Linked DNA regions of Mus musculus: regions 2, 3 and 4 are each linked to region 1. Evidence: chromatin contacts called from public ChIA-PET and HiChIP or PLAC-seq data. All regions are on one chromosome and are shown on one strand. Each heading gives the region's core, a stretch centred on a gene start, on an enhancer-like site or on the middle of the called end of the contact. The rest is flanking DNA. Distances are from core to core; before and after follow the strand shown. Region 1 overlaps Gm27166 (a long non-coding RNA gene). Region 2 holds the start of Gm31871 (a long non-coding RNA gene). Region 3 overlaps Ets1 (E26 avian leukemia oncogene 1, 5' domain). Region 4 overlaps Ets1 (E26 avian leukemia oncogene 1, 5' domain).

Region 1 (7,685 bases), core at 3,854-6,353:
TCTAATGGGGATGAGAAAGCAATAATGGATACATAAACTCAAAGCTCTGAATCACCCACTGGGCTCTTGGGTCTTTGACTATGCTGCCTGTAATAATGAACTGAGTCAGGACTCTGAAGAAAGGAGCATGAAGAAACAGAGATGACTCAACAGGTAAAGGCACCCAAGCCAGAGGACCTGAGTTTGATCCTGTGAATCTGCATGGTTGGAGAAAATGACTGACTCCAGAAAGTTGTCCTCTGACTTTCATACATCATGGCTTACATGCGCATGCATACACATATGGGCACACACACATAGTTCATTGTTTTGGAGGTAGAGAGTGGCACTTCTTAAATGAAACCACAGTACAAGAAATGTGTTGTAATATTGTGAGGGGTCAGATAGAGACAGGACCAATGATCTGGAAAGAGCAAAGAACAAGGTCACGTGATGAGGGAGAGTCTGGAGAAAAACTGAAAAAAAACTATTAGTGGCTCCATTATTTTATGGGATTAAGGCCAGGAACACACAAAGATAAGCTTGATGTTGCGTTCCCACAGACTGAAGATGCTCACTGGCTTTTAACATCATCCTTGCTGCCCAGCCTCTGCTCTCTGCATAGGAATCCCCTCTTTGCAGTAAATATGCTATCATAAAGAAACCCCTACAGCTAAATTTAGTCTGTGTTTAAGGATATATTCTGCCTTAATTTTAGACTCTTCAAACAAACCAAGCACATCCCTGCTTAGAGCCAGTGTTCTTAGTTGCTCTCTGCATTTACAGTTAAAAAAAGTTCTCAGTTACCTGTAATACTTCTTAACAAGATCCCTTTAGGTATTTCTTGTCACATATCTCTTTTCTGCCTAGCCTACCTTAGTATTACTGGGAACTCAAAGGCTTGATTTTGCTCATTTTTATTGGAAAATAAATATGGGTATCATAAATTCCAAAGAATGCTTTTATTTTTTATTGACTATTTTTGCTCATTGGAGTATACCTTCCATGTGTATGTGGTGATATGTACTGTTTGCTGAAGTACTTTTCCCTTCTAGAATATTCCTAAGGCTGTGCAGTTGCCTGTTAGGTATTTGTAGCAATTTGTAGCATGAATCCCTTCTGGCTATAGTTAGTAGTCATCATGTTAGGTTGAAATAATCCTTGAGACAGAAAGCTACCTGTAAAAGACCTATGATTTCTCTCATTGCCACATGACAGCAAATAGTCTTTATTTCCAAGGTATGAGAACAGACCAACCTCTTTGTAGTGTTTTAGCGAAGTTTAGAACAGGAATAAGTGACCAGTAGTTCGGTACAGGACATAAAGTCCAGTAACTGGAGAACTGGAATGATGGCTCAGGAGTTAAGGGCACTTTCTGCTCTAGAAGAAACCCTAAGTGTTATTCCCCTAACTCACAATGTGGCTCACAACCATTTACAACTCTAGGGATCTGCGTTCCTGCTTTGACCTCTGAGGGCACCACACATGCATATGGTACATATATATTCCTTCAGGCAAAACATTCACATACATTTTTTTAATCTTAAAAAATATTTAAATAAGAAAATAACACTTCTTACAGTCTCTCCATCTTTGCAAGTTCAACCCCTACTGCAAACAAAAGGTAAAGGGAGTGGTAGTAGTTGACTACAGATAGACCCGCTCAGGGTCCCCAAAACAGGATCTAACATCATCAGGTGATAGCAATCAACTACCTGGGTTAGTTCAAACGGACTTCACCTGTTAGATTTCTCCTAGTAAACTTTTCCTGCATCATATATATATATATATATATATATATATATATATATATATATATATATAATATATAGAATTCTGGAAATAGGCTTCCAAAGAAAGCACACCATATCCTGATAGTACCTACCTTATGATAGGCAAAAGGGGCAGAGAGAAAGAGAGAGAGAGAGAGAGAGAGAGAGAGAGAGAGAGAGAGAGAGAGAGATCCAATCTCCAGACTTGTATACCAGCATCAAAGATACTGCTTGGCTCAGCCAGTTCTTTTGCTAGAGTGTATTCTTGCTTCCTATGGTTAATCTTTTGACTACCTGCTTTATTGCGGTTTCCCCTCTGAATTCTCTCTCAGGAGCACTAGAACTAATATTCCTGCTGAGGAGTGAGCCCAAGGAGAGCCGAGGCTGCCGCGTAACAGTAGCACAGCCCATCTTCTCACTGTCTTCCCAGAAGCAAGAAATAGCACAATCCACAGTAATGAGCAGTGAGCTAGCCTGAGCCTGTTTGATTCAATGCAACGAATTTGTTGTTCTCTGGGCCTTGGCTTCCTTGAAGCGGTTTAACATGGGTTATGTATTGAACTGTGCTATGTCCTAGATCCCAGGATCTACATATACCCCTTATTTGTAAACAGGGTCTTTGTAGATCATCAAGTTGAGATGAGGTCATTTGGGAAATCCAATGATTGGTGGGCTTTTAAAAGAGAAAACTCTGGACACAGTAAGAAACTTTACGGAGAGAGCTGGTTAGACGGCTCAGTGATGGTTCTTCCAGAGGAACCAGGTTCAATTCCCAGCACCCACAGCTCATTGTTCCGGGGGATCTGACACCCTATCACCAATATATATAAAATAAACTATAATGTGTGTGTGTGTGTGTGTGTGTGTAAACCAAGGAATCCAGGGAGACAAAGGTCTAGAGATATGCATGATATCTTTGATTTCCAGGCATTAAAGCTGAAAGGCAAAATTTTCTTTTGTTTAAGCCATCATGTTCATGTGTTGCATCAAGCCTGACACACTAATCCATAGTAAAATATTCATATACACAAGCATGCACAGCAGGTCTATGCCCAATACACACAAACACACAAACACACAAACACACCGAGAGAGAGAGTTTACGAATGCTCATCTGTACATTTCTATGTTCTGGGTTTTTGTTTTGTTTTGTTTTGTTTTGTTTTTTTGCTTTTTTTTTCTCTTTACTTTCAAAGGCTGCAGTAAGTAAAATATACAGTTCATTTTAAGGGATGCAGAGATGGGTCATTCTAAAGATCACTTCCTTGTTCACATAGCCACTTAACAGAGGAACAAGAAACACATTTTTGTGAATGAAGAAAATGCTAGCCATGGAACCTTGACAACATCTGTTTGAGTCCTCCGCTTATTCAGGGCCAGATGCTAATGGTGTGTGTGTTTGCACATGCAGGGAAGTTTCACTGACACTAATGAGCTATTCATTGTCCTGAAGTCCAGAACTCCACCCACTGGGCCTGTTCTCAGATGTTCCACATTAAGTGAAACACCATGGAGTGTTGCCATGGAAACTGGAGGCCGCAGCTCTCAGAAGGCCTCATGCTTCAGCATCTCCTAGAATTCTGAATGGCCTGAGACTGAACGCGCATTATTTGATGCCTACTATTATGCCAGGCACAGGCTAAGCATTAGAGACACAACCCAAACACACCACCAGAAGAATAAATATAGAGGCCAATGCAAAAGATTATAATGTGGAACTGCTTCCCCCACAGGAACTGGGCAGCACCATTTTCATAGAATGGATATGTATCTAAGCTTCAAACCATGAAAAAGTTTAGTTATAGCAAGTGACCATGGAGGCTTCAAAGACAAGAAGGCAGGTTAGGCCAGGTGGCAAGAGGAGGCCAAGAAGGCTGTAGTTACTATTGGAGGAAACACGTGCTCTTCTATGGTTGTGGATACACAACTTTGAACCTTTGGCTCTCAGAACGCCTCCACACTATTGATTCTGTGATCTATAAATCCCATAACTCCATAGGCCAAAATGTTCCAAAATGCTTCGTTCTTCACCCTCCCTCCAGGACACTGGGCTATATAGCCTTGCTCACAGTGCCCACTACCTGTCTACCATGGAGAAATTAAATGGGCGATGGGTAATGGGAGGGGCCTATCTTTCTTCAACCCCATCTCTTGTGCTTGCTCTAAACATCACACGTCCCTGACTCTTTCCACCATCCTAAAAAAAAAAAAAGAAAAGAAAAAAGAAGTGTGTTATCCAGGATTGATGTTTGAACTCACCCCCCAAGCTTCTTTATATATTATTAGGGATGAGCATAAATCCTGGGGTCTGCTGTGAAAGTCATTCCAGTTGTCTGTGTGGCTCATTTTCCCAGCAGGATCACTCTGTCCCACAGAGAAAGTGGAAGCCTGGGAAAAGACTTGTGAGGAGTTACAGGAAAAAAATATTTGGCTGAGAAATTTCACTGGATTTTTACAATTCCCCTTGTCCCAGCTCATGTCTCTGGATTACAAATGCATCTCCAATAGATATCCTGCGGAGCATCTGGAGTTTCTGTGTTTGTGTGCCTGTGTGGGTGTGTATGAGTATAGTATATGTGTATGTATACATGTGCATGTATGTGTATGTACATGTGTGTGCTTGTGAGCTTATATGTTTGTCAGTCTGGATTTATGTTTGTATGTACATTTCTATGTGTATTCATATGTGTGTTCATATGTAAACATACACAATAAAAGCTGACTGAACATTTTCTTCTTCATTCTTCAATGTATGTGACTAAACATTTTACATATGCTGACTGGTTTATTGCCTATTTACCTATCTGACTTGAGAAGCAACTCCCTTCTTCAGGACCAAAAGTATACAAGAAAGTGTTAGAGCAAGTTTATCTGAACATCCCTTTCCAACAGACAGACCATGAGGGACAGAAATGAAAATAGACAAACGAACCCAGAAAGCATCCTGTAGGCACCATATGTAGTTTTACCTGTTTCTCTCTTTAGCTGAAGGCATACAGATTAGAACCTGACTACCTCGAAGAAGAGATAAGGATCAAGAATGTAGAAAGTCTATAGAAGAAGCACAGTCATATTTTCTCTGCCTCACCACATATTGGGTACTATCTGTGGTTCTTCTAGCATCATCGAAGGTGGGTACTAAGGAGAGTCAAAGTAGGTCACGGAGGCTTGGGTTTCAATATGATGTTTGGATTATCTAGGGCAACCAGGACAGAGTCTTGTAACAAGATTTGAATCTACATGAAATGTTTCTCAAGAGAAATCTTTTGGAGAGGTTAGTGTACTACAGGCCTCTCATATATATCTGTCTATGCACACAGCTCTTACATTACTCCTTGTGTGTAGTGTCAGGAAGTCACACTTAACAAAAAGTTTCCCCACGTTGTCATAGAGACTCTGTAACCACATTCAGGTTACTTACAGTACAAGTCTGTCTGAGAAAAGACAAGCTGAGCTATTCTCACCAGCACAGAGGACTCAGCCTCAGAACCACTGCCTTCCATCACCCGCCCCCTCCCCCTGCCTCCATCACCAAAGACAAGGCCCAGCACTTCAAGCCAGTCTTAACTCTAGTCATTCTGCAGACGGCAAGTCTAGGCCACAGAATGGTATGGAATCTGGTCATCTGGAATTGTGAAAGAACCGAAAGAAACTGCTGAAGTCTTTGCAGCCAGTCAAAACCCTCAGATTCTGTCACTGACCCCAAACAGTAAAATTAGACAGGACTCTAAGCTAATGCTCACAGCTGATCCCTGAGTCATTTTCAAAGATGTCATCAGGCATTTCCTGGGTGCTGCTTCCCCCACACCTGGGTTCCTGGCCATTACTGTCCAGCTGACATTGCCCAGGGACTGGATAGCTACCCCCAGTTACCACAGCCTCACATCATGGCGCACAGACTACATTTGTCTTGGTACTTTCTCTGAGTAGACAAACAAATCATAATGTAGACCCTCTTTCTTAGTTCAGAAACCATAACCAATTAAACCACGAGGAAAGATCAGTAGTATGTGATTTCCTGAAACAGATATTTTGGGTTGAAAATTTCAAGAAACTATACCGGTCTCAAGTAGTTTTAGTCAAGATTATCCTTTGATGAAGGCATGAGCTTGTGTAGCTGAGATTTCTGACTGTCTTCCATTTTCTCCCCATGCTGTGGGGTATGAAGAGAGAGAGGGAGGTGAGAGAGAGAGAGGGAGAAGGAGAAAGAGACAAGGGAGGAGAAGAGGAGACAGGGAGCACAATAGGAAGACAGAGACAGAGGAGAATGTATGCCTGATAGAGAGGAACAGAGAGATGGGGGAGAAAGGGAGGGAGGAAGGGAAGGAGAGAGAGAGAGAGAGAGAGAGAGAGAGAGAGAGAGAGAGAGAGACAGAGACAGAGAGAGAGAGAGAGAGAGAGAGAGCTGGGCTCAAAAAGTTAGGCTGAACAATACCTGATGAATGGCAACAAGGGTTGTCTTCTGACAGACACACACACACACACACACACACACACACAAATAAATAAATAAACAGTCTGTTTTTAAAAGTAAAAAAAACTTTAATTGAAGAAGTTGTTAAATTCTGGGCCTCAGAGGAAGGCAGGAGTAAGCTCACCCTATAAGCATACACAAATCTGGCCTGAAACTCTTGTGGGGAGAGGAAAACAAGAAGGAATACTTATTTCTTGATTCTAATGTAATTTACACTTTATACTCTGTCTTTTGAACTATGACAAGTATCTTTAGATATATTTCTACACCCTGAGAAGCTATTGGCACCCTTTCAGAAATATAGAAGCTGGACCCCAAATACCTCACTAGCTCAGGGCCTTTGGAGGCAGGAGATGCAAACAAAAGGCCCTTGATGATTTTATATTAGTGCAATGTTAAGAATTGCTGTTTCTGCAAGTATCTTCAACTATACTGCCAATTGATATAAAGTAGCAAAGTCATTCAGGTGTTAGCACACAAAAGATATTTTCAAAAGAAACACAGTTAAATCAAAAATGCCACTGCTGCACATGTGAATGTGATGAATTGTTACAAAAATCCCAGAAAGCATTAAGTAGAAACTTCCCAAGGAAGTGAGGATAGGAGCCATCCAATAAGTTGTGGAAATTAACAGGATAAAGGCCATAAAGTTAATACCAAAGTGTGCCAATAAACGGCTATCGCCACGGCTAGGAGTCAGTGGGAGCAATGAAGTGACACACTTTCATTCTATTGTAATGTTTTTGGTATGGTGAGCATGTGTATGGTGTGTGTCCATAAATACAGCTTGCATGTGATATACACAGGTGTTGACCAAGTGCCTGTGGATGCTGAGCACCCTGGGTGGGGCTCATGGACAGTGAGGGATTTTCATACCACTCTAATAATGCAAGTGCCTATGTCTGCTGGTGAGGCAAGAGACACAAAATAGAGGCACTTAGCAAACTAGTGAAACCTCAGAATGGGCCCTGAACAGAGCCCTTACTTCTCCCCACCCCCACCCCATACCTCACTTATCTTTCAGGAAGTCCCCTAGGTGCTGGCAGCCCGACACCTCCTCATATTGCTAATAGAATGATTGGCTACTCCAGAGCTTGAGTCGATTTTCCAATGGTCCAAAGGCTGTAAAAAACAAACAAATAAAACTAACAAAAAAAAAAACAACAAAATGCTTGCTGTTGCACAATACAGTAGATTTGCACTTCAGTGCTGGGGTCTGGGGTCTGTTTTCTGTGTGGGTGACTCCCGCATCCCTCACCCTTTTCCGGATCCCGGTTCCCTCACATGTGCACTTGTGTGTGTGTGTGTGTGTGTGTGTGTGTGTGTGTGTAGGTCTAAGACTGACATTGTAGGTGTCGTTGATTACTCTCTACTGTATGCATTGAGAGAACGTCTGACACATGAACCTAGCATACTGGGCAAATCTAGCCAACCAGTTTGCTCCCACAATCCTTTCTCTA
Region 2 (7,685 bases), core at 3,312-5,811, 470 kb after region 1:
TGGGCTGAGTGCAGTTACTAAATAAAATGAAAGGAAGGCACAATTAGAGGCATGAATTGTTAGGCCAGTGAGTCTGGTTGCCAGGGCTGGAGCCCAGCAGATGCTATATGCAGAGCAGAGGCAAAGTGGTCTGCCAGGCCCACCCACACCCCACTGGGCCCCACTCACCATCCTGGCTCACTGTCGCAGTCACAGCGATAGCCCTCTGTGGCTCCACCTGACCTCAGACTGCCTGGACAGGAAAGGAATGTGTGAGCCCAGCCAGGCCTTATGGACACACCAGGCAAATTAATGCTGAATTCATGCCCACTCTGGAAATCAAAAAATTAATAATAATAATAATGATAATAATAATAATAATAACCGCTTCTCTTGCTAACTTGGGGAAGGGCTTTACTGTTGTCCTGTAAAGAACAGGCACAACAAAGAGCTTACCAGATCTCTCTATCCTGACTGGAAAGACTGAAGGGTGGAGGGGACTGTATCCCCGTGAGGAAAGAAGATACCCAAGTCCCCCAAAGTGAGGGGGAGAGATAAAAGGGGAAGAAGGACGAAGAGAGAGGGAGAAGGGGCTTGCCTGCAACATTCTTTAATAGCTTGGGCCTATTCTAGTCTCTCCACCCAGCTCCTACAGGCTTCAGGCTTCTTAGTAACCCCTCCCCCTCCCCACTCCGTGATGCATGCGTGGTAACTTAAGCAAAGACTCTGTGTCAGACAACCCTGGGCAAAACACTGATGGAGAAAGAGTATGTCCTGGCAATGTGACAGTCCCACCCACGTTCCCACTCACTGACCCTGCTGGATGCCTTTGGGTTCCTAGGCATCACCTGGGCAGAAGCAGCCCAGGACCTCAGTTCTCAGGCTCTTATTGGTTGACACCTTCTAGAGCTCCCTGAAGCCTCAAGCAGGGTTTAGCTCAGTACTTGTGGGTATGACAAACTCTGAGGGAGGTGTGACATGCAAGGCAGCAACACATCTCAGAAAGAATGAAAGAGGAAAACCCCAGCCCGAGCCTGCAAACTGTTTACAGTATCTGTTGATTTAAAAAATGCACAGGGGTGGGCTTTTAAGAAAAAGTTAAATGGCCAATGTGGTTTGTTTTGTATTATTATTATTAATTATTATTATTATTATTATTATTATTAAAATCCCTTTAGAGGCCATTTCTCAAGTGTTCCCTGTAAACAGAAAACAAAAAACAAAAAACAAATATGCCTTCTCTGGTGAAGTCTGATGGCAGTAGGAAGAAGACCCCTGGCTGCACTGAAGTCCTCAAAGTGCTTGTAGAATGTAGTAGATTCAAAGCTTGTGCAGGTAGACCAGGGACGGTTTGTGTTGTTTTTTAAGCCAGTGTCAGGAGCCATTTCACTGTGGGTGGTCTAGAAACCCATTTGCTTCAGGGCCAGAGCCTGCAGTAAGTAAAACTCCTCCACCTCCTCCTCCTCCTCCTCCTTCTCCTCCTTCTTTTCCCTCCTCCTCCTTCTCCTCCTCTTCCTCCTCCTCCTCCTCCTCCCTTCTCCTCCTTCTTTTCCCTCCTCCTCCTCCTCCTTCTTCTCCTCCTCCTTCTCCTCCTCCTCCTTCTCCTCCTTCTTTTCCCTCCTCCTCCTCCTCCTCCTCCTCCTCCTCCTCCTTCTCCTCCTCCTCCTCCTCCTTCTCCTCCTTCTTTTCCCTCCTCCTCTTCCTCCTCCTCCTCCTCCTCCTCCTTCTCCTCCTCCTCCTTCTCCTCTTCCTCCTCCTCCTCCTCCTCCTCTTTCTCCTCCTCCTCCTCCTCCTCCTCCTCCTCCTCCTCTTCCTCCTCCTCCTCCTCCTCCTCCTTCTCCTCCTCCTCCTTCTCCTCCTCCTCCTCCTCCTCCTCTTCCCCTCATCTTATTCCAAGTAAGGAGTTATTAAGTTATTCTCATTAAGACATTAGATGGCATCTCTGTGAATGGTGTCTCCTTCATATAGGGCAGGAAGACTTAGACCAGAGCAGAGAAGGTGAACAGATGAACAGTGACCACGAAGCTAGGAAGCTTAGGGCCAGGATGAGGGAGCCTCCTGGAGATTCCAAAGACCTTCAGGTGTGTTTCATCTTGCTTCTGCAAGATGGCCTGGTCATTCTGCCTGAAGCAAGGGTCTTTTTGATAAGGGTGAACTTTGAAGAGTGGGAGAAGGTGGGGGCACAGAACAGGGTCTCAGCTCTGCAAAGGAAAGAGACAAGAACTGACAGAGATAAGTGTATTTGACCTTCAGCCCTGGCCACTGCTCAGAAAGTTAACACTGGCAATTTAAGGAGCCCTGGACTTGAATTACAAAGGCCAGGGCCTTAGCACGACCACTCTGTTAGATGTGATAGATCTAGGGCATTTAAGCCACCTCTCGGGCTCTGTGCCCTGTTAAACAGAATTGTTCACAAGATTGTTAGGGAAGCTAAGTGGAGCGTGTTTAATTCGGAAATGGTCTGGTGGTACCCAGAAGTCATGGGATTAGACAATTCCCTCTTCTCTTGTTTTCTCTTCTTTTCTTTGTCTTCTTTTCTTTCTTTCCTCCACCTTTTCTAGTGAGTATAGCACCCCAGGCTTCCTGGACGCTAGGCAAGCTCTCTTCTACCACCAAACTGTACCCTCTCCCCTAGAGGAGTTCTCTTTGGAGCCGGGCCAGCCTCCTTCTTTCCAGTGACAGCAAGGACACTACCCACCATTGTGCACAGACAAAGGCCAATTGTGGGCCTCTGTGGATTCTTCAAGAAAAAATGTAAGACCAACCCAGGAGGCTCCCTGAGGAGGAGGCCAATGTAGAGCCAGCTCGAGGATCCCAAAGTGGATGTGGTAATGCCCCAGGTGGATAAAGGCTGGCATTTTGAGACAGTTGGCTTCTCCTGGTGACAGCTACCTAGGGAAGACACTCAATTTAGAAACTCAGCTTTGGTGAATAAGCAAAGGAAAAATAATTCTAATTACTTCCCAGGGTTGCTGTGTTCCCTGGCAGGCTGCATTCCTGCTAGCATTAAAAGGAGTTAAACATTTGTTTTATCCTGTCATGGAGAGACAAGCTCTAAGACACCTTCCCTGACAAGGTTAAAGCTGCCGCCTGCCCTTGACGCTGTCTTCAGAGTTGCTGTGTGTCTTGTTGCTGCTTTTTGTGTTTTGTTTTGTTTTAAGACCGTTTTGTATCTTTCTCTATCAAGTACGCTGAGCAAAACAAAGGAAAAACCACAGGTTGCAATAACCTTGACTTCTGAAAAGTCCTCTGGTTCCTGCAGTAGAGCGAGTTTGTTTTTTGAGATCTGTTTTGTCACAAAGATAAAAGTCTCAGCAGTTAGCGTTTCAGCCCTTTGAGTTTGTCTTTCTCATCCTGTGAAATTTCAAATTGTACTGTGGAGTGTAGTAGCCTGGAACTTGAAGAACATGGCTCAATGGCGCCCTCTTAAGGCCAAGAAGGAGAGGTACAGGAAAAGAGGATACGGTGTCTAGAGCATGCCTGGCCAGCCAGGGTAAGTTCCCACGTAGGCAGGATCCGCTGCTCCCTGTGTAACAAAACCGAGCAGCTGCATTAGTCATCCAGTCCAGACACACCGTGCAGATGTGGGTGCTCCCGCCACACAGTTGAGAAGGGGTTGGGCTTAGGCATTAAACAGGCCTTGGATTCAAGTCCCGCACAGGGTTGTTACTTAGCCTCTTTGACTCAGTTTCTCTCTTTACATGATATAAAATATTATGAGCATTAAGATAGGAGCATCCTTTGCTCTCTTTTGGAAATTGGTTCTAGGACCACCACCCAGGCCTCTCAAAGAGTAAAGTCCATACCCGGTTCCAAATGCTTTAAACAACGTAACCGCTGTGTAGATAGCTGTTACACAGTAGTGTTTAGAGAACTATAACAACACACCCAGTTACTACAGATAAAGTATCCCAGGCCAGGCTGAAGAGTGTACAGAGCCATGTCTGGGGGGGTGGGGGGCTGTCTATTCTCTCTCTCTCTCTCTCTCTCTCTCTCTCTCTCTCTCTCTCTCTTTCTCTCTCTCTCTCCCTCTCTCTCTCTCCTTGCCATTTATTTGCTCTCAACATGCACCGAACTATTTCATTCTCACAGACCCTGTGATCTATGGTGTATTATTATCTACTTTATAACAACAAGAAACCAGGCCCATGGTGAGTTGATAGTTACCCCATCTCATAGTTGGCACAGGCAGGCTTGAGTCCGGGTGGTATGGCCTGGAGACCCAACAACCCTGCGCATAGGACTCCTGCTCACTGGCAGACTGCCCTTCTGCTGGGAGAGCAAAGAAGAAACAGTGTGGCTGGCCTGGCATAAAATAATTAATAGGAACTTGAGTTAGACTCTGGTTCTTGATAGGTCATTTCCAGAAGAGGCAGGTCCTTGGGTCCATCTGTGCTGTCTCGTGCAATAGGGCTTCTTTCATTGATAAAGGTAAACAATATTTTGTTGTAAGTATCTACCACATTTGATTGCTCTATTTAGCTGTCAAAAATAGTTAGGCTATTTTTCACCCCTTAGCCACTGTCAACGATGCTGTAAGAACCATGAAAATGCAGTGCTAGTTCTCTACAAGATGCTGACGTCAGCTCCTCTGGGAAAAGGCCCTGGAGCAGATTCTTCCCTGGGTCTCCGTTAGTTTTAGGTTGCCATGGCAGCGGCATCTTTCTGCATCCCCATCAACAGTGCAAAGGTTCCAATTGCCCATACCCTCAACAATGTTTATTCTTGTTTTGATAATGCTGTCTGACAGGTGTATGATATTTTCTCATCGTGAGGGAAGAATACAGGAATGAAATGTCATATTGACAATGTAAAAAACCAGTAAATGATATTTGGACAGTCTGCATGCTGTCCAAATCTGACTTTAAAAATATATATATCAATATACCCTAACTACAAATTCTTAGTATTTTTTTATTATTCAAAATTCCTTATTGGTATTTACCCTCAGAAGTTGGAGGGGGCAATCAGTTCCGAAAGCACTTCCTACCTAGATATGCTATTCGTGTTTCTTTAAAAAGTGAGCCCCTCTGGGCATGGTGCATTTTTATGAAAAGGCTAGGTAAGTTTGGGGTAGGAGGACAGAGCTGAAAAGTCTGTCGTCTTTGTGGATAGGGGAAGCCACATTTAAAGGGCATTTTTTCTTCAGAAAGAGACCTCTTAGAACAGAAGTTCAAGCAAGAACATTCTTTCAGCTAAAGGCCTCTCTCCTCCTACTGACTGGCTCCATCCCTTGACAAAGACACGAACTCTGCTTTGTAGCGACCCCTGCTGGCCATATGCACGTGGTACAATGTAGCCAACTACCCGTTCCTCCTGAGATGCTGATAAAAAACAGAGGCCAGCATATAGGCAGCCCCTCCTAGTCTCTTCTGCCTTCTGAGTTCTGGACTATCGTGAGTTAAGAGAAACCTTCCTGGTCGCCCAGCCTTTTGCCTAGGAGCTGCTAAGGACAGAGATGGGCAGACACGAACCCTTCCCCCTAGACGTTTAGAGATGACTACAGAAGAGAGGGTATCATGCATGCTAGAGCGTGGCATTGCAGCGAAGAGGGGGCCCCCATATATAAGCACTAGAACGTTGGCAGAAGAGGCGCTGTGTGAGCTTCTCTGGAGCACTGAAGCAGAGAGTGTGCCGAGGTCTAAGGAGGACGCATGCTGGGGGGGGGGGGGACACACACACGACAGGGCTCCCGCTGAGGTGGGAACAGTGGTATGGGAAGGTTTCCTCTGCGCTTCTAAGGCTCCTCCTCCTGATGATGTTTAAAGCAGAGCTCTCCTCTTCCGAGAATAAGGAACATGAGTGAGGTGGGCTTTCAGAACCCTCACTAAGGAAGAGGTTGGCTACGCCCCTCCCAGAGACCCTTGGCTTCTCTGTTAAGACACCATTTGTCACTTCTTTGCTCAAGACTGTTGGGTGCAGTAATGACCACAAGGGCAGTCTAGGGAGGCAGGTAAGTTCTTTTCATCTAAAGCTGGTGGGAAAAAAAATCTCTATCCTCATCCCATGGGATTTTGGGTTCTATTAGAATCCAGTTCAGAGATGACTTACAACAAAGCAAAAAAACCAAAAAAACAAAAACAAAAACAAAAAACAACCCAAAAAAACAAAAAAAATTACAAAAAAAACAAAAAAACAAAACAAACAAACAAAAACAAGTGAATTAATTGGATGTTAACAATAGTGTTCCTCGGTTCTCCTTGAAATCATTTAAAATGTTTAAGGGCAGCTAATGTTCATCAGTCATATTGGGTGCACCTTGTGATGGACAACTGAGCCATAAGAAGTGACAAGTGTCAGAGGAGAGTCTTGGACTTCTTTCTAGCATCTTTGTTACTTTCAAATGTCCATAACAATGTCCCCAAATGGAATCATCAAGCTATGCCCCAGCTCAAATAAGGTTCAGCCATTACACACGGGTAAATCCTTAACTGTGTAGGGAGTCAGGGGACTGCTCTTGACTCTGTGGGGCTGGGCTCAGCCTCTTGTTACCTGAACAGACAGTGTGAACACAGAGGAAAGTAAACAGCCCTTTGCACGTTAAGGACCAATATGGATATAGTAATGGATTCCTCCAAACCTCAGCAGCTGAGTCGATTTACAGCTGGGAAATTAGACAAAGCTCACAACTCCCCGAGCTGGCTGCTTGCCCCTTAAACACTACCTGACTGTCACCAGCCCAGGAAGAAATCAAGTGGCCTCCTGGCCTCAAAATCTCCCAGGGTGTTCAAGGGCTCCAGGCAAGGAAACGTGACCTTCCCTAGACCCCCAGCCCCCAGATCTCCAAAATGTTCATCTGGTAGAGCAAAGACAAAGCTTCTGAGAGCCTTTTTTTCTGGGAAAAAGTGGGGGTCTCTGTGATCCTGGGGGGCCCAGCCTCAAAGAAACTTGCTGGAAAGACTTGGGGCTCTACTGTCAGAAGCTAAATGGGAACGAAGCAAGAAAAGATGGAGACAATTGAAAGATAACCCTGAGAGTCTCACTTTTCCGAAAATGGGAATGAGTAACGTCGTAAGTCCTTGGACTGACGGGGCAGAAGGAAGCTGGAAGCAAGTGGGGGAAGTTTAATCAACACAGAAAAGGGCATGGAAGAAGGTCTAACTGAGAAGAAGCGGGAAAGGGAGCTGAGGAGAAGAGTCGGGTGCCAGCCGAGCTAGGAAACCAAGCATTTCAGTAATAACACAACAGCTTTAGAAAATCAGTTGTGAAAAAAAAGTCAATAGAGTTGAAAACTCCGTTTATCATTACTCTGCTTCCTAAAGTGTGGGACCAAAGGCAGCAATTAGCATTGCAGAGCTGGGCTTCAGGGTTCAAGTCATTGGTCATGTGCAAAAATCCATGATGTGCGCGTGCGCACAAGTTGGGTGAGGCGTGTAGAACAGTGTACTGCTCTATTGAGAAAGATGAACACACAGAATCAAGGATTGACAATGCCATTCAGACAACTGCCCGTTGAATGGAGCATGGGAGCGGGAGGTGGGGCTGAGAACAGGTTGGTAATCCAAAAGAATCAGAGACGCCAGAGACTCACAACCATCTGTGAGATGCACGATCAGCTGAACTGAGCTACTCGGCTGGGAAAATACAAGAAGCCAGCAAGAGGCCTGTAGGGCACTGGCTGCTGAGAGGGAGTTCTCAGTGAGTGTCCAGGCTGTTTCTGTCTGGAGGGGCACTACAGCAGGAGGCCAAGCCTCAGTGCAGGGCTA
Region 3 (7,685 bases), core at 2,225-4,724, 410 kb after region 1:
TTCAAAATAATAAATAAATAAAAACAAAATGAATACTGTAGTAAGGACTTGCTATGATTGAATACATTCCCACAATCTTTTGTTGTTGTCGTTGTTGTTGATGGTGGTGTTGTTTCCAAGACAGGGTTTCACAGTGTAGCCCTGGCTGTCCTGGAACTCTCGCTTTAGACCAGGCTGGCCTCGAACTCACAGAGATCCACCTTTCTCTACTCCCTGAGTATTGATATTAAAGGCTTGTGCCACCATTTCCCCAGGCCTATTTTTGAAATGTACTCACCAATATGATAACATTAAAAGTTGGGGCATCCAGGAGGTGAGAAAATCATTGTGTGGCAGCTCACAGATAATATAAGACCCTTGTAAGATAGCTTGAGGAAGTAGGTTCAGTCCTTCCCATCCTTCAGCCCTGAAAGGACAGAGCATTCATCTCCCTTAGAAGGCACAGCAATGAGGCGCCATCCTGGAAAGGGCCTCACAAGACCCAGAACCTATCAAGGCCTTGATCTTCTTAGCTTCCAGAGGAAGAATAACTTCTGTGTGGCAATAACTTTCTCTTTATAAGTTTCCTACTCTCATAAATTTAGTGATAGCAATAAAAATAGATTTAAAAGGAGATTAGGGTCACATTCTATGCTTTGCTGGTATTATGAAGTTGGGCAATTTATTTAACCATGTAGGGCCTTTGTGTTCTGATGTTGTAATATTCAACTTGTAGCCTGACTCTGAAATTATCTAGTTTGTACTGGCTGACCCTAACAGCTCAGAAATATCAAGTTACCTAAGATGGTAGAAAAATAGATGATTAAAAGACAGACAGATGGTGGACAGGTAGACAGACACACAGATAGATGATAGATAGATAGATAGATAGATAGATAGATGATAGATAGATAGATAGATAGATAGATAGATAGATAGATAGATAGATAGATGATAGATAGATGGGTAGATAGACAGACACACATATACATATGTAGTTACTCTATTAAACTTCCATACTTTCATAAGTGCCAACATTGCACCCAAGCAACAAGAGAAAAAGAATATCTTTTCTGGCTTCTACTGAGATTCTGAACTTCTTGTGAGTGTTTCCACTTTTCTAAACAAAGCACTAACCACAATTCCACTTGATTCCCACAGAGCCTGGGTAGTATCTATTACGGCTTCACAGTAGCAAGCATGGTGGCCAAACACACAGCACAGGAACAGCACATGATCACTCCATGAACACACCCAGAAGCTGGAAACCTGAAGCATGAGTGATAGACATAAGGAGGCTATCAACAGCCAGAGCCAAGGCTTAGAAGAGAATCTGTCCTAGGAGGCCCTATTAAAGCGAACTACTCTAGACAAGAGAACCAGGTCTGGTTACACAATAGAGCTGAAAACCACCAGCCCATGACAAGAGAAATTTGATCTGGTGGTAAGAGGGCTCTTTCTCATTGAAGGGAGCATGAAGCAAGGAGATTTCCTAACAAGAGTGTCACCACCTAACCCCCATCTTGTTTAACAGTACCCCTGTAGAGACAAGTGAAAATCTTCTCTTCTCCACACCCCATGACAATTATCTTTTTAACATAATTTAAGAAGCCAAAATAGAAAGGAAAGATAAGGTGAGTGATAGGAAAATAAGAGGAATTAACCAAGATCACCTTCATGGAGGCACTGGACAAGAGTGTCCAATAGAAGTAGCACTGTGACCTTCACGGCAGATTATAGTCACCTGTTTGGTAGACAGAAATGCCATGGTTCAAAGTGCTACTGGTTTGCTCACTTTTTGCTGCTTAAGGAATAACAAACTAGGTTTTTCTGCCTCCAACATGCATGTGCTTTTCGAAGTGGTCTTCTACAACCTGTGGTTATCATTTTTGAATCATCCCCTACAACCCAGGTAAGAATTTAATCACTGTTATGATAAACCTCGGAGTGGAACCATCGATAGTGACTGAGAACAAAGACTGTGCTGTCCTGAGCCAGCCAGCCTTATGATTGTAGAGGCAGATTCCTGATGAGAAGAACTGAGCTCAGTTAGGTTCCTCCTGGCCTCACTCTCTTATGCTCATCCCCCTCCCCCCACCCACTCACTCTCAAACTCCACATCCCAAGCTTGTAGATACAATGTTATTGTGCACCATGTAAAGATTAGCCATGAATTATCCAAATGCTGGTTCCTTTTGGACCCCACATCTGGTTGCAATCCTTATTCTGAGAATCTCATTTCTTAATGTTGTGTCCATTGCTCCCCTAATTATTCCCTTATTGGTCAATAAAGAAGCTGATCAGCCAATGACTGAGCAGGGAAAAGAATAGGGCTGGACTTCTTCCGAGCCAGGGGAGGGAGAATGGAGAAAGAGGGGAAGTGCACATTAGCCACTGAAAGAGAGTCTGGGAGGCACCACAAGAAAGAACTTGGACCCCAGAGAGCCAGACCAGTGCTAAAATGCAAAATATCACTGGAATTTTAACTTCGAGGTAGCCCGATAATCTCGGAAGATTAAAATACTAATTACTCAGTTGTTGTCCCTTAAAGCTTGTTAAATAAATATAATAGTCCAGTCTCGATTATTTGTGAGCTAGCTGGGTTAAAAGGAAAACTGCAACAAACATTTATAAATTGACACTCAAAGATGACTTCACAATCTTTAGAACACAGCAAGAAAGTCTTTACTAGATATAGCCCTGGAGTTTTAGGCTTATTGGACTCTAGAATGGAGCTTAAAAATAATGTGTTGTTGTTGTTGTTTGTTTTGATTATTTGTTTATAAATTATCCAATCTCAAAAGTTTTGTTTTAGCAGAAAAAAAAAAAAAAAGAATATAGTCCAGGTGTATCCCAAAGCTGTCCTGAGAGCTCCAACCTCATCTTAAGGAACAAGAGGAAGGTGGTTTCTCCTTCTGTGACCTAGAGTATATGAAGATAGAAACAAATTATATATGTGTACACACATGCGCGCACACACACACACACACACACATATATATATATATATACATATATATATATATATATATATATATATATAGAGAGAGAGAGAGAGAGAGAGAGAGTCTATTAGTCAATCAATCATAACAGAAAGGAAAAATACAATAAACAAAAGAGGCCAGACTGGGTGTCAGAGACATGTAATTCTAGCTCTTTAATAGGGTGAGGCTGGAGGATCACAAGGTCAAGACTAGTATGGGAAGATTAAGGGAACCCTGTCTCAGGTTTTTATAACAAATATAAAGGTGGCTGGAGGTTTAGTGTTCAGAAGTAGAACACTGGTCTAGCATGCTTGAGCTCAATCCTCAGCACTATATAAAAGAATGAAAAGGTAAGGGAGGGGAGGAGAGGGAGATACAAAAGGGGATTTTCTAGATCTTGGAGAGAATGACGGGATGCAGAATTAATCTCAACACCTCTGAGATGGGGACTGGAGAGATGGACCGTTCAGCAGCTATGAGCACATACTGCTCCCACAGAAGATGTAGTTTCAGTTCCCATCACCCAAATCAGATGACTCACATCTTCCTGTGACTTCACCTCTAGAGGATTCAACAAGGCTACATGCAAATCCACACGCGCACATGCACACGCGCACGTGCACACACACACACACACACACACACACACACACACACCCCACACTTAAAACAAACAAAACTCTGAGAGATAGCTTGGGTGAGGATTGTCCTGTGGGACTTACTTTGCAAACGTCAGTAGCTGAACTTGTTGGCTGGGATGATGCTCTTTGGTACCACCGATTTAACATGCAGCCAACGGGGCAAGCACGCAAGTCCTATTAGCACAGTCTAGGACTGTGTGGCAGATGCCTGAGCCAGCCAGTGGCTGACAGCCTCTCTCAGGTCACTCTCAAGCTGACATGCAGTGTACACTCAGGTACATTTCCTTCTCCCAAAGCCTTCAGTGATCACTTGTTATAAAGTAGCCCTGAGTTCATATTGCTTGACTCTGCATAACACAGTAGCCTTCAGACAAAGGCAAAACTGTTTTTAAATCTTAGAAACATTTTAAAGTGCGCGTGATGTGTGTGGCAGCCTGATGGAGTCGAAGAGCAACTTTATGGGCTCAGACTTCCTTCCACCTTCACATGGGATCCGAAAGCCTAACTCAGATGATCATGCTTTCCAAGCAAGTGCTTCTACCCACAGAGCCATCTCCTGTAGAGAGAATCTCTTGTGTGTTGTATGGATGCATCACCTGTCAGTTAAAAACCTATGGCCTATAGGAAAGGGCAGGATAGAAGGTGGGACATCTGGCTGGCAGAAGGGATTCTGGGATGATGGCAACATGAGAGATTCGCCAGGGAAGATGCAATGAAACAGCCACATGGTACCTGAGCACGTGGCAGAATGTAGATTCATATAAATGGATTATTTTAAGTTATTAGCAAGTCAGAGAATAAGCCTAGCTGTATGGCCTGGGTAGTTTTATTTTTATTTTGAGTTTGAATTGTTATTCTGGGGAACTTGGGGCCTGACAGGAAATCAGACCATTACAATGTCGCCAGCCTAGAATTCTTTTATAAGATATACTCACAGGTTTGTTTGTTTGTTTATAAAGCCTTGTAGGACAGTTTTTGAATTTTTCATTTGGAAAATATAGGCATCATATTTATAAAAAAGAGTATGTTTGAACTATGGTGAAAGAATTGGGACTCTTCAATATGGTCACCCTACCCTCAGACAGGGATGTTCCCTAAACAGTCTTATCAAAAGACATTTTGAATGTGTATTTCATTTAACCTCTGGGGTATCAGTATATTCCATGTAGAACAGCACCCTGGGAACCCTCCCTTGACCCTGATCATATTGCTATGTGTTCCAAAGCCTGCAGCTCTGAGAAGTGGTTAGTAGGTAATCATTACCCCTACCTTCTGCACGGCTCAAGATGCTTCCTAGTATCCTGTCTACATGGGCCCAAATAAGGTAATTCCTTTGGCCATCCTCCACACTTCCTCCTTGTCAGAAGGAACCTTGACATAACCCTGACCCTAAAATAAACCAGCCTATGTTATGTTTAGTTAAAACCATAAGCAGTCTAGCCCTCCCACACCTGCCCTCCTCGAGGTAGGCCAGCAGTGTGGTGTTCAAAGAAGGATTACGCAGGAAAGAGCCAATGAGCCAGTACTAGAGGGACTTCCAGAGCCCACAAGGGCTAGCCAGCATAGCATAACAGAAAAATAGCACTTCTCTGGTCATATGAAAGGGTCCCACACACCTACCATGTAAGTACCTGGAAGCCAAACCCCTACCACACAAAAGCCAGACAGCTGCCAAAAGTGTTCTTTCTTTACCTCCTGGCTATGACATCCCATCCTTCATTACAGTCTCGAGAGGAGCTGACCTTACAAGCCAGAAGACTCCATGCCCTGCTCATGACAGATTGGACCTGGGGGCAGGGAACATGAGTTCTTCATCAAAGGGCCATTGCCTGAGAACTTCAGAGTTTTAACAACTGTGTATGATGATGTTTTTTTCAAGGATGCTTCTAGTGAAAGTAACGAATGCTAATCGGACTTTTAGTTCAAACTGTGGGACTCAGCTACCTGGTAATCTTTCAGGACCAGAAAAGACTTGACTTTGAAAGATGTTTAATACAATGGACAAGATGACAAGCCATTTTTCCTTCCAGCATTCTTTCTTCTGCTATATTTTAACACTCCCTGGCTAGAGCAGGTCTTTACAGGTAAAGCACAGCTGTGCTCATCTGCTAGATGCCCATCCAGAGTGGAGGGTTAGATACGTCCTGGTAAGCCTGCCTTTTAATGTCTGTGTTGCTGATTGCCAGAGAGATGGCTGTGTGCAGGTGTGTGTGTGTGTGTGTGTGTGTGTGTGTGTGTGTGTGTATACAGTAGTGGTTTTCAACCTTCCTAATACTGCAGCATTCAATACAAGTTTTCATGTTGTGGTAACCTCAAAAATAAAATTATTCTTCTTGCTACTTCAAAAAAAAGATGTTTATTAAAATAATATGCTAAATGGAACCCCTTGGGATGGGAACACTGTCTCACTTTTTAAAGTGATGTTTTACAGGTAAATCAAGCCTACTTAGAACAATCTGGGCATGTAGCAGGATCTGCCATCAAATGTGAAGCTGTCCTAGACCAGCATTCTTGCCTGAAGGATAACCAACTTTGAGAGCTGCATATCCTTGCTCTGGAGCTGTTGGGGTATTGTAGAAACTTACCTATATACCTGGACTCTTCCAACTAAGGGATGGTAGCCGTCCCAAAATTTGACGGCCCATTATGTCTCTAGACACCATGCAATAGCTCCTTAAGAGGAGGCACATTCTCTGAAACTAAAAACCTTCAACAAATCCAGGATTCTTGGATTTCTATTTTTTATTCACAGAAAATGTACATAATCTCATAATAGAACTCTTCCAAGAGGTCCAAACTGAGTCCAGGGGCAAGAAGAAATGCACGGAGGAGGCTGGGTGGGTAAGGGAAGGAAGCAGGGAAGAGATCATCACTCACCGCCACTGCAGGATGAGGTGCAGAGAAAGTGGAGGGGCTGCCCACAGTGGGATCCACATAGTAGCTCATTCTGTTCTCCACACCTGCACAAGAGAAAACATCGACTGAGCCTCTGGCTGCACAGGGCTGTGGGGACATTAACCCCCCAAAGGCATCCAATCGTAGACCTAGGAGCCTTCCCAGCAACCATCCTGTTGAGTTCTTTGTGAGGCAGAGAAGTAAACAGAATTCAGAACGGTGGATAACCTAAGCCGGGGACGAGGTGAAATAGACCCTAACATAGCCAACCCACATAGATAGCAGATCATGTCTGTGTGCTGCAGACATGGCAGACAGTGACAGAATCGAAACCTTTTACAGAATTTCTAGGCAGGGACTAATTCTTGTGTGTCATTTTAAATAAGACCTCCACCCATGTTTCATGTCTCCACAAGCCCACTCAGGCCTGTCACCCAGCAAGAATTCCATATGGAATAAATAAATTATTGATAAAAGAATAAATAGATTGTCTTAGAGGAAGAAGAAAGGGGAAAAAAAACTTCCATGAAGAACCCCAATCCTTGGCACAGAGATAGACAGATGCTCTCTCAAAAAGACTGGACAAATTCATCTCCTATCAAGAGAAGGGCTCGAAAAAAAATAATAAAAATGTTCTTATTGAGAGCTATTATCTCTGTTGGAAGTCTGAATGCAAAGAATGTTCTATGAACATTCTGACTTAGAGGGATTTTCCAGCAAGCTACTGGTCACCAAGAAAATCGTTGATATATCAAACATTTCTGTTGAGTTGAGTGCTCTCCAGAGTGCAAAAGTTCACACACTTTCATAAATTCAATACTACACATAAAAATATGCCTCTCTTGAATGATTGAGAAGATTACATTCCTAGCCTATCGTTCAAAGGCCAAATTCCTATTGTTAGGAAGTGACTTTTCATCCCACCCCCACCCCCGTTGCTTCTCCAGTGGCCACCCCTCCTGCCCCCCTCATTCCTGTGTATACTTCCATCAATCGGCCTATTTCAGAACATAGAAAGTACAGAGATTGGTTTTGTGTCCAATGTGCTGTTTCAGTTCCCTACGTTGATAGTGCCTGACAGCCAGTGACATAGCTATGTTCACAGGGCTGTATTCCCAGAATACAGCTATGCTAGTTAGGGTTTCATCTTGTCCCTGCTGCAACAAATGAAGCTAATGAGAAGCTA
Region 4 (7,685 bases), core at 2,813-5,312, 350 kb after region 1:
CTGCTACCTGTTCCCATTGCAGTTTACAAGGGCTGAGTGACAATCACCAAACTGTAGACGTCCCCCTCACACACAAGAGAGAGAGGTTCCTGGTGTGTGACAGTGATCATTAAACAAGCAGTGTTTGATTGCATGACACTGGAATGTACAGCAGCTCTGGAAACAGAGGGTGCCATTCTTATCAAACCAGGGCCAGGGAGGACATAGTTAATGTCTGATCTACAGATCTGTATCTAAAACCACTGACAGGAGAATCAAGAGTCACTGTGCCATTTGAAGCCTCTCCAACATTACCATTTCAGTCCTGTGGTGCCCAAACAGAATGGGCAAGATACAGTGAACATCACAGAGACACGGCTCTACCCAGGAGATAATATCCAAGTGTAAGCTTGTGAAGCAAGCCTCCCTCTGGTGAATGAAGTTGTCTGTTTCAGCCCAAAGGGCCTGAAGTCTTGGAGCAATTCAAGTACCTCTCATCCAAAAGCAAACACATCTGGAGCGCTGAATCTACAGATTTAAGGGCTCCTATATCTCTCCTAGTTGATCCCTTTTAGCCACACAGGTTTCTTCCTTCTGGGTCTCTTATAAGAGCCCCATGCGCCCAGACTTCAGTGTACTGACAATCACGCTGCTGCCTCCAAGTCCTGTCCACACAGGCCCAGAGCAGACATCTCTGGGCACCTCTAACAACAAACCCAAGAGGCTGACCCAGTCACCAGGCAGACCCAATCTTCAGATCAATGGGCTAGACAGACCAATAGTTGGAGAGCAGAGAAAAAGTGATCAATGCTAAGGGGGCAGGAGCTGAAGCCGCTCTCTCCATCCGCCTGCGTCAGGTGGGAAAGAGAGGCCCGTATGCGCAGGCCTCATCATCCGAGGTTAATAACTGGCTCTGTCTCATCAGGAAGCCATTAGGAAACTGCAGCCACCACAGCCCAAGCTCCCTGGGCCTAACTGTCTGCATGCATCTGGGGAAAGCACTTATTACCTCCACCCAGCAGTGCCAGCAGTTCCGGGGTTACTCCACTGAGAGGCTTAAGCAAGCCAGCCTGCAGAGTAGAGTGGAGAGCCTGGGTGCTGAGGAGAGGCAAGTGGGAAGTAGGCCCCTAGAGATTGGAAGATGGAGAACTCAAGTCAGATGTGTGCTTTGAGCCCTCCTTAGGACCCTGCCCTTCCTGGACAGCATGCCTTTGTTCAATGGGCATTGACTGTAGGCTGGGGGTGTGCATGGAACTTCTTTGGGGGACACTGAAAACGTTTTGAAATGACTGAGGTACTTGTGATGATTACACAACTCTATGGATGTATTAAAAGCCACTGAACTTCTACTATAGGAACTCTATCTTAAAAGACAGAAGTCAGCTACTGACTCACAGAGCGATGGGAACACCTTGGTGACTGACAGCCATAGACCCTCCACTTGGGCGTTCCCCTTCTAGTGGGACAAAGCTATCCTGCTAAATACACAAAAAGCAGTACTCCCAACTCCAGAGTGACCAAGGCTTTGCAGTGAGGGACCAATGTGGCTGGATTCCAGAAGCTTTGGGAAGGGGAAGAGGAAGGAGACTGCAGATGTCCTGGGATGGGAGGAAACCAAGGTGACAAATACGAAACCAATTACTGAGAAGGGAAGGCAGAGGGATGCTGGGGCCTCCAACACCCACCTCTGACACACGGAAATGCTTCTGATGGCAGCTGGACACTGTGGGAGAGACTGGGCAAGGTCCACGTCCAGAGCCAACACCTGGTGTCAGTGATGTCTGGGAACACTTATGTAGAGGCCCCAGATCCCTCTCATTTCCCAGCCCCTCGCCACACCCAGAGGAGGCTCTCCAGGCCCTCACTTAAAGACCCTCAGAAGGAAGTATACCTTATACTCTGCACCCCGCCCACTGGCTAAATGTTTTTCTCTCTCAACCCCTAGAAGTTGATGGAAGAGGGATAAATACAACAGAATTTCAGGAAGACCGACATCAACAGAACATCACAGACTGAGAACTGAGGCACGACCTGTCACAACACAGGGACAACACTGGCAGTCACTTGGCAAAATGTTCAAGAGGGATAATGAGTTCTGTCCCCTGGAGTGCCCCAATCCGACACTGATGGATTCCCTAGCCCTTACTCACATGGCCCAGGGCCCCCACCCCCGATGAGTGAAGCAGGGCATAGAGGTGGGAGAGGAAAGAGGAATGGAGATATCTGACAGACAGAAATCAAGAGGGTAAGGAGGGACTCTGGTTCAGGGAACGTACGCGGTGAAATTCAGAGGAGCAAGAAAGGACAGAGAGAACGTGCTTCAGAAACATTTCTCTGAGCCTTACACACCCTCCAGTTGGGATAGAGCCCTGTCTTGGCAGCAGGCTCATTGCTGCTTTATAATATACTGAATTAGTCATTGGATTAGCAAGCACATTTACACACACTGGCGCACAGCTGTTTAAAGACACACGATCCCCTTTTCTAGGTGCTGGATTCTGGTTGTAAATCGTCGGCTGCAATCAACTGGTGAAGGCCAGAGATGCATGGGTTTTAGGGGAAATCTGCAGGAGCCTGAACAGTCCAGCAGGCACCTCTTTGGGAACAGGAGCAAGAACCCTGGGAAAGGATAGCAGGCTGCTTCTGTGTCAGGTGGGTTCGCTGCCTACACTTACACTCTCACACCTACGGTAAAGGGGGGGGGTGCCTGGCTCTGCAAGTGACCATTGGGATTTCTGATAGTAGATTTCCTCCTTAAGGCTGCCCCAAAAAGAAAAGAGTCCCGGAGGAAAATGAGTGCCTTGACAATGGAAATCATCTGAGCTTCGATGGCAGGCATTCTAAGAAGTTGTTGCAGTTCGAAGGACAGTGTCTGAAAAGAAGGCTCTGGAGCTGGAAACTCGGTCAATGCCTGAACTCAGATAAGGTAAATGTCTGAAGAGAGGGACTGGAAAATAATAGAGCCAGCCACAGGGCCGTTCTAGCGCACTTGGTTAAAGGGGTGTCAAGTGGAAAATTTTCTGTAACCAGGTTAACAGCAACCACAGTTTTAACAACCGCTGAAGTAGGAACAGTGTGACCAGCGAAGTAGAACTGGTACAGAATTCGGTGGGCTGAGATAATGGTGACACCATTTCCTGAGACCCTGTGGTGTGGTCTAAAGAGGAAAAAAATGTATCTTAGAGGAATTATCTCTAATCCTTGCCACAGCCCTGGGTGTGCTTTCTTATTATCTTCATGTAAGGATCAGAAAAGCAGGGCTCCGGGAAGCTAAATCATTGGCCTTAGGACGAATCAGTGAGTAAGAACACAGCACTCAGCCGTGGCTATCTCACCTGCCTTCACTGGGGAGTCGCTTCACCCAAGGGCAGAGATCCCTGGGTGCTGAGAAACCTAAACATGAACTTTCCTTATGATTAGTTCTCATCTGCCACATGGGAAAAGGAGAATGGCTGTGTAACACAAGATAAGCAACCAGTGGCACGACTGAATCCACCCGACAAACTTAAGAACCCGGCACTAATGACTAAAGGAGATGAATCACATTTAGACTCTGTTGGAACAGGAACTGGGGGGAGACCCACAAACACGGTGTGAGTAGGCTCTGTAGAGGAGTATGTGCCCTGCACCAGCCTTCCCTAATCCACATACTACTTCCCTAGAACTGGGCTGAGTCGGAAACACACGTAGCTGAATACGATTTTCCTATGCAGCAAGGCAGCTTGGAGCAACCAGAGCCTTACTTCATCTTCACTCATTGCTCACTCACTGTGTGAGGCATGCCTGCAAGCCATGACTGCTGACCAGAGCTCCTCTGAAGCCACAACAACTCACCAGGGCCCACTCTCACTGATACTCTGCTGCTGTTTTGTTCAATAAGTACCCAAAATCTGCTGAAGGCTCTGAAGCTTCTAAATCATTCCATCAGGCCAGCCAAAGCAGAAGAGCAGTCACCAGGATGCCCTAAGAGAGGCCTTAACAAAGTATCATTTTTAAAGAGAGGGAGGGAGAAGGACTCAGGCTCTGGCTCCTCCCCTTCCCCCCTCCTGCTGAAGGAGGTTAACTGCGGGTCCAGCGTGTAGATGTTGATTCATTCCGTGTGTGTTTATTTTTCTACAAACATTCCTGCTGCATCAAGTGGCCTCAAGGCCTAAACTTCTGTCCCCTCCCTGGAAAATTCTCAGGCACCGTTGAGCTCTCACTTCATTCCTTGGTTTCCCAGTCGGCAAAGAGGGGTGGGGGAGGGGGTGGGGGAGGGCAAAGCACAAATTCGGTGTGCAAGTTTACCAAGGGTGCTTTCATTTATCCATCTTGAACTTGAAAATATGTGCTAGGAATCACCTAAATCCATCCTTATGGCATACATTTATAGACAACTGAATGGGGTTTTTTTTGCCTAATATTGATATTAATGAGGCTCTTAGAAGAAAATATTACACAGAAAATAGCATCCCAGGAGTCAAGGTTTCTCTCCAAATGGGTGTTCTATGTAGGCTGGGCTTTGTGATCAAGCTCCAAATAAAGATCTGGGACATTGAGCCTTTGTGGTCCTGAGTAAATTATTGGAAATTTTCTGCGATTCCATTTCTTATATGGAAAAACTGGGGATGAAACAATTAACTTCACAGAGGTAGCTAACGTACAGATACGAGTGCTTCTGTAAAGCTTATGAAGTACCTGGCACATACCTGGTACTCTACAAACACAAATTTCTCTTATCGCTTACGCTACAGGAACAGCTATGTCTAGAAAATCTAAGGGATGGCCAACCATTTTGCAGAGTGTTTTATTTCTGTCAGGAGACAAGGGAAGTGGGTAGTGGAACTCTTGATCTATATGAAATCAAGGATATGCTTCCTGGACACACACATGTGACTCAATGTGACTCACCTTGGAGAGTTCATCGTATTGAGCATCACCAGTCTGTATCAGATCTCCCACTAATTAAACAACTCTCCCTGCATCAACAGTGACTCGACTCGGGCATTTTCTAAACATGAACTCGTTAACTCTCCTACCCTTTCTCCCAAAGAGTGTCAGCCTACTCAGAACAGCATCCTTCAAGAAGACAGAGACTATGCACAGGTAACAATTACCTGGAGGCCTGGAGTCAAAACAGACTCAGGCCTCAGAAGGACACAAGATGACAACCTCTTCCCGACAGCTCAGTGCACAGCAGAGGAACTCTTCAGGTCAGGCATGATAAGATCAAGGACTGATCCTTTAGGCCTGCTGTGAGCTACTTGTAAGTGGGAGGTTCTACATCAGATACTGATCCTGGTTTGAAGAGGAGAGTCACCTTCTGGATGCATTAAGATTTACTTTATATGTGTTCTAAAATTTTCCTGACAAGAATTGAGTGCCCAGACTAGAAAGTGCCAAACTTAAAGCTCTTCTTTCTGTTTTTGCTATAAGCTGTTGTACCACCACCTCCTTCCCATCCTTACCCCCCACCCCCACCCCCGCCCCACGTAGTCCTCCAGGGAACACCATGTTATTGGGCAGCTACTTAGGATTGATATGCATTTGCAAGAAAATAGTAGCAAGCCCAAGGGAATACTTCTCAGGTCAACAGTTAGTTTGTCATTTAGCTTGCTTCCAGCAAGATCAAAACAAGGAGAGGAGGCAAGGGTACTGACATGTCTTAAGAAGAATAATTAGAGATCTGGTCCAATCTAACTAGTTTCTGAGTGAACACACACACACACACACACACACACACACACACACACACACACACCTATACCTGGTGCCACAGCTTAAATGGTACTTCTGTTTTGAATAGGAAGAATACACCATTCATCTAAGATGTCATTAATTCTGGTATGCCTCTCGGGCACAGTTCTTTTATATAACACGTACTATGACATTCAAATTTTTCTACTCTGTTTTGTTGTGTTTAGAAGCAACCTCCAGCTGTCTGACTTTCCCTTTGTTCATAAAAATCCACCTCACTCTACACACACGGAGGCACAGAAGGCCCAAGCAAAGCACATTTCAGTTTAATACAGGAAAACAGGGCTGGGGGATTCTTTTCAAATCTCTTAGGAATAAAAATACAAAAGAAAACCAAGAAAACAAAAACAAAAAAACAACAAAACAACAAAACTCAACCTTCTTAAGGTCCAAAGTCAACCTCTCTCCAAAGAAAAGTGCACATTAGTTTGTCCAGTGCCCTACAGAGCAAGCCACTTTCCTGTCTGCTCCTGGTATTTTGGGTATCTCTGCCACTTTCCTAGATGTGACATCAAGGGTCTGGGCACCCTGTTCCCAGATCTCTAGTTAGCACCCATGTAGACTCACTGAAGATGTAGAGGAAGGGTACTTGCAGCAACAAAAAAGGGGCGACTGCCTTGCTGACATTTCTGTCTCATGTTAGTGGTTATTATGACTATTGTGGAGGCACTCACCACACAAGAGAAATATATAAGCTGGGTGGCTAAATGGAGCCATCAGGACATCTGACAAAGTCCAGCTGTGGTTTTACCATATGGTGCATGTGGCACTGAGAGAACAACTTGGCATCCCTTCTGTATACTCTCCTTTTTCACAAAATATCGGCAACTCATAGGGATTACTGGGGTCTCTGCTGGGTAAAGGCGTGTGTCAAACTGTAACACATTACCAAATTACAAGGCAGTACTTAGGCAGACTGCTAAACATGCACAGCAGATCTCAGTGTCCCCTCCGAATTCAACATCTAAGTATTTCAAAAACCGTGTTGATATCATCCATGTGATTTTTAGAACTGGCTACTGCTGGGTTTGAATGTGTGCTTAGGACCTTTGTGATAAGGTTTTAACATCTCACTTTCTTATCTATGAAACGGGAATAAACGTTTCACTACTACAGAGTAGGATAAGACAATCAGGGTCTTTGCCGCATACCTAGTATTCAAAACCTAATATACAAATATATGTATGTATATATGTACACACACACACACACACACACACACACACACATGGAGGGGGGGAACACCACAACAGCACCAAAAAAATAAAGATGGGTAGGAGTTAGATCTGCCCTCTGATAAGAACTCAATGGCAGTCTTCCTGGTTTTCCTTCCAAATCAACAAGCTGTACCTAGGCCCTTGTTTCCCAAAGAAGGGGTAACTGTCACAGATCTTTCTCAAAATGTAGAAATAACATCAATAAAATGAGATCACAGATAACAAACATGCGTAGGCGACGCCACAGCCAGCCACAAAGGGAGCCTTTGAGAAGCGAGAGGGTCGCTGTTGACACACCAGCACACAGTTAGAGCTTCCTGGATGACTGGGAAGTCAAAGCAGGTGGCATCTTGCCTGCCCCCAACTCCACCAGGCAGGCCATGCCCATGGAGGGGTCAGCCGGTTGCTGCCCAGGAAGCACCTGTGAACAGTCCCACAGGCAGGCATGGGCCCTTCCCTCTGTGCAAACAGGCAGTGAGGACCTTGTCTCACCAGGCTTGTCAGGAAAAGGTGCTGAGATGCCTCACAGCGGAGTACATTCCAGCTGCAGGAGGGGACTGTTTCTCAACAGAACAGAGCAACAAGAAGGGGCAGCTTCCATGAAATAAGTCATTACTCAGACCGCATGGGCAGCTGTGAGGATACAGCTGGGTTCGTTGCTCTGCCTACCAGACTCCTAACCTACATTATGTCTTCCTCCAATTCAGACCCCTCCCTGGAACTGCCTTTAGCTGGCCCTGTGGCCAATGATTA

What was found. ChIA-PET counts read pairs in DNA pulled down with a chosen protein or histone mark. HiChIP or PLAC-seq counts read pairs in DNA pulled down with a chosen protein or histone mark.
Region 2: a contact with region 1 is called in an H3K27ac HiChIP or PLAC-seq map of regulatory T cells, with 15 times the contacts expected there. The contact joins two enhancer-like sites. A contact is called at or near these places in 1 of 15 datasets of contacts at CTCF or cohesin (large pre-B cells), 8 of 484 Hi-C or Micro-C datasets (CD4 T cells, CD8 T cells, embryonic stem cells and 5 more) and 3 of 115 datasets of contacts at active chromatin or transcription factors (CD8 T cells, memory CD8 T cells and regulatory T cells).
Region 3: a contact with region 1 is called in a BATF HiChIP or PLAC-seq map of CD8 T cells, with 5 read pairs. The contact joins two enhancer-like sites. A contact is called at or near these places in 3 of 115 datasets of contacts at active chromatin or transcription factors (CD8 T cells, embryonic basal ganglia and embryonic stem cells) and 1 of 9 other capture datasets (embryonic stem cells).
Region 4: a contact with region 1 is called in an RNA polymerase II ChIA-PET map of effector CD8 T cells, with 4 times the contacts expected there. The contact joins two enhancer-like sites. A contact is called at or near these places in 1 of 15 datasets of contacts at CTCF or cohesin (CD8 T cells), 2 of 484 Hi-C or Micro-C datasets (Th1 cells and natural killer cells), 12 of 115 datasets of contacts at active chromatin or transcription factors (CD8 T cells, Th17 cells, craniofacial prominence and 9 more) and 1 of 9 other capture datasets (embryonic stem cells).

Annotation. Positions count from the first base shown.
Region 1 is chr9:33,058,254-33,065,938 of GRCm38.p6, reverse strand. The region is part of intron 1 of Gm27166 (a long non-coding RNA gene); the gene reads right to left. Among named protein-coding and RNA genes, the nearest start is that of Gm27166, 30 kb to the right of the region's middle. Within about 2 kb of position 5,103, at least 30 of the 459 cell types and tissues checked have an H3K27ac peak or open chromatin away from gene starts, as enhancers often do. A contact at or near this core is called in CD8 T cells, Th1 cells, effector CD8 T cells and 3 more, where this site is marked.
Region 2 is chr9:32,587,672-32,595,356 of GRCm38.p6, reverse strand. It overlaps Gm31871 (a long non-coding RNA gene), which reads right to left and starts at 861. Exons shown (of 4, transcript XR_379224.3): 1 at 795-861; 2 at 169-311. Within about 2 kb of position 4,561, at least 9 of the 459 cell types and tissues checked have an H3K27ac peak or open chromatin away from gene starts, as enhancers often do. A contact at or near this core is called in CD8 T cells and regulatory T cells, where this site is marked.
Region 3 is chr9:32,648,235-32,655,919 of GRCm38.p6, reverse strand. Ets1 (E26 avian leukemia oncogene 1, 5' domain) reads right to left here. Exons shown (of 10, transcript NM_001372534.1): 2 at 6,482-6,564. The coding sequence starts at 6,550. Among named protein-coding and RNA genes, the nearest start is that of Ets1, 16 kb to the right of the region's middle. Within about 2 kb of position 3,474, at least 48 of the 459 cell types and tissues checked have an H3K27ac peak or open chromatin away from gene starts, as enhancers often do. A contact at or near this core is called in CD8 T cells, where this site is marked.
Region 4 is chr9:32,705,893-32,713,577 of GRCm38.p6, reverse strand. All of the region lies in intron 3 of Ets1 (E26 avian leukemia oncogene 1, 5' domain), which reads right to left. Among named protein-coding and RNA genes, the nearest start is that of Gm3331, 73 kb to the left of the region's middle. Within about 2 kb of position 4,062, at least 126 of the 459 cell types and tissues checked have an H3K27ac peak or open chromatin away from gene starts, as enhancers often do. A contact at or near this core is called in CD8 T cells, Th1 cells, effector CD8 T cells and 2 more, where this site is marked.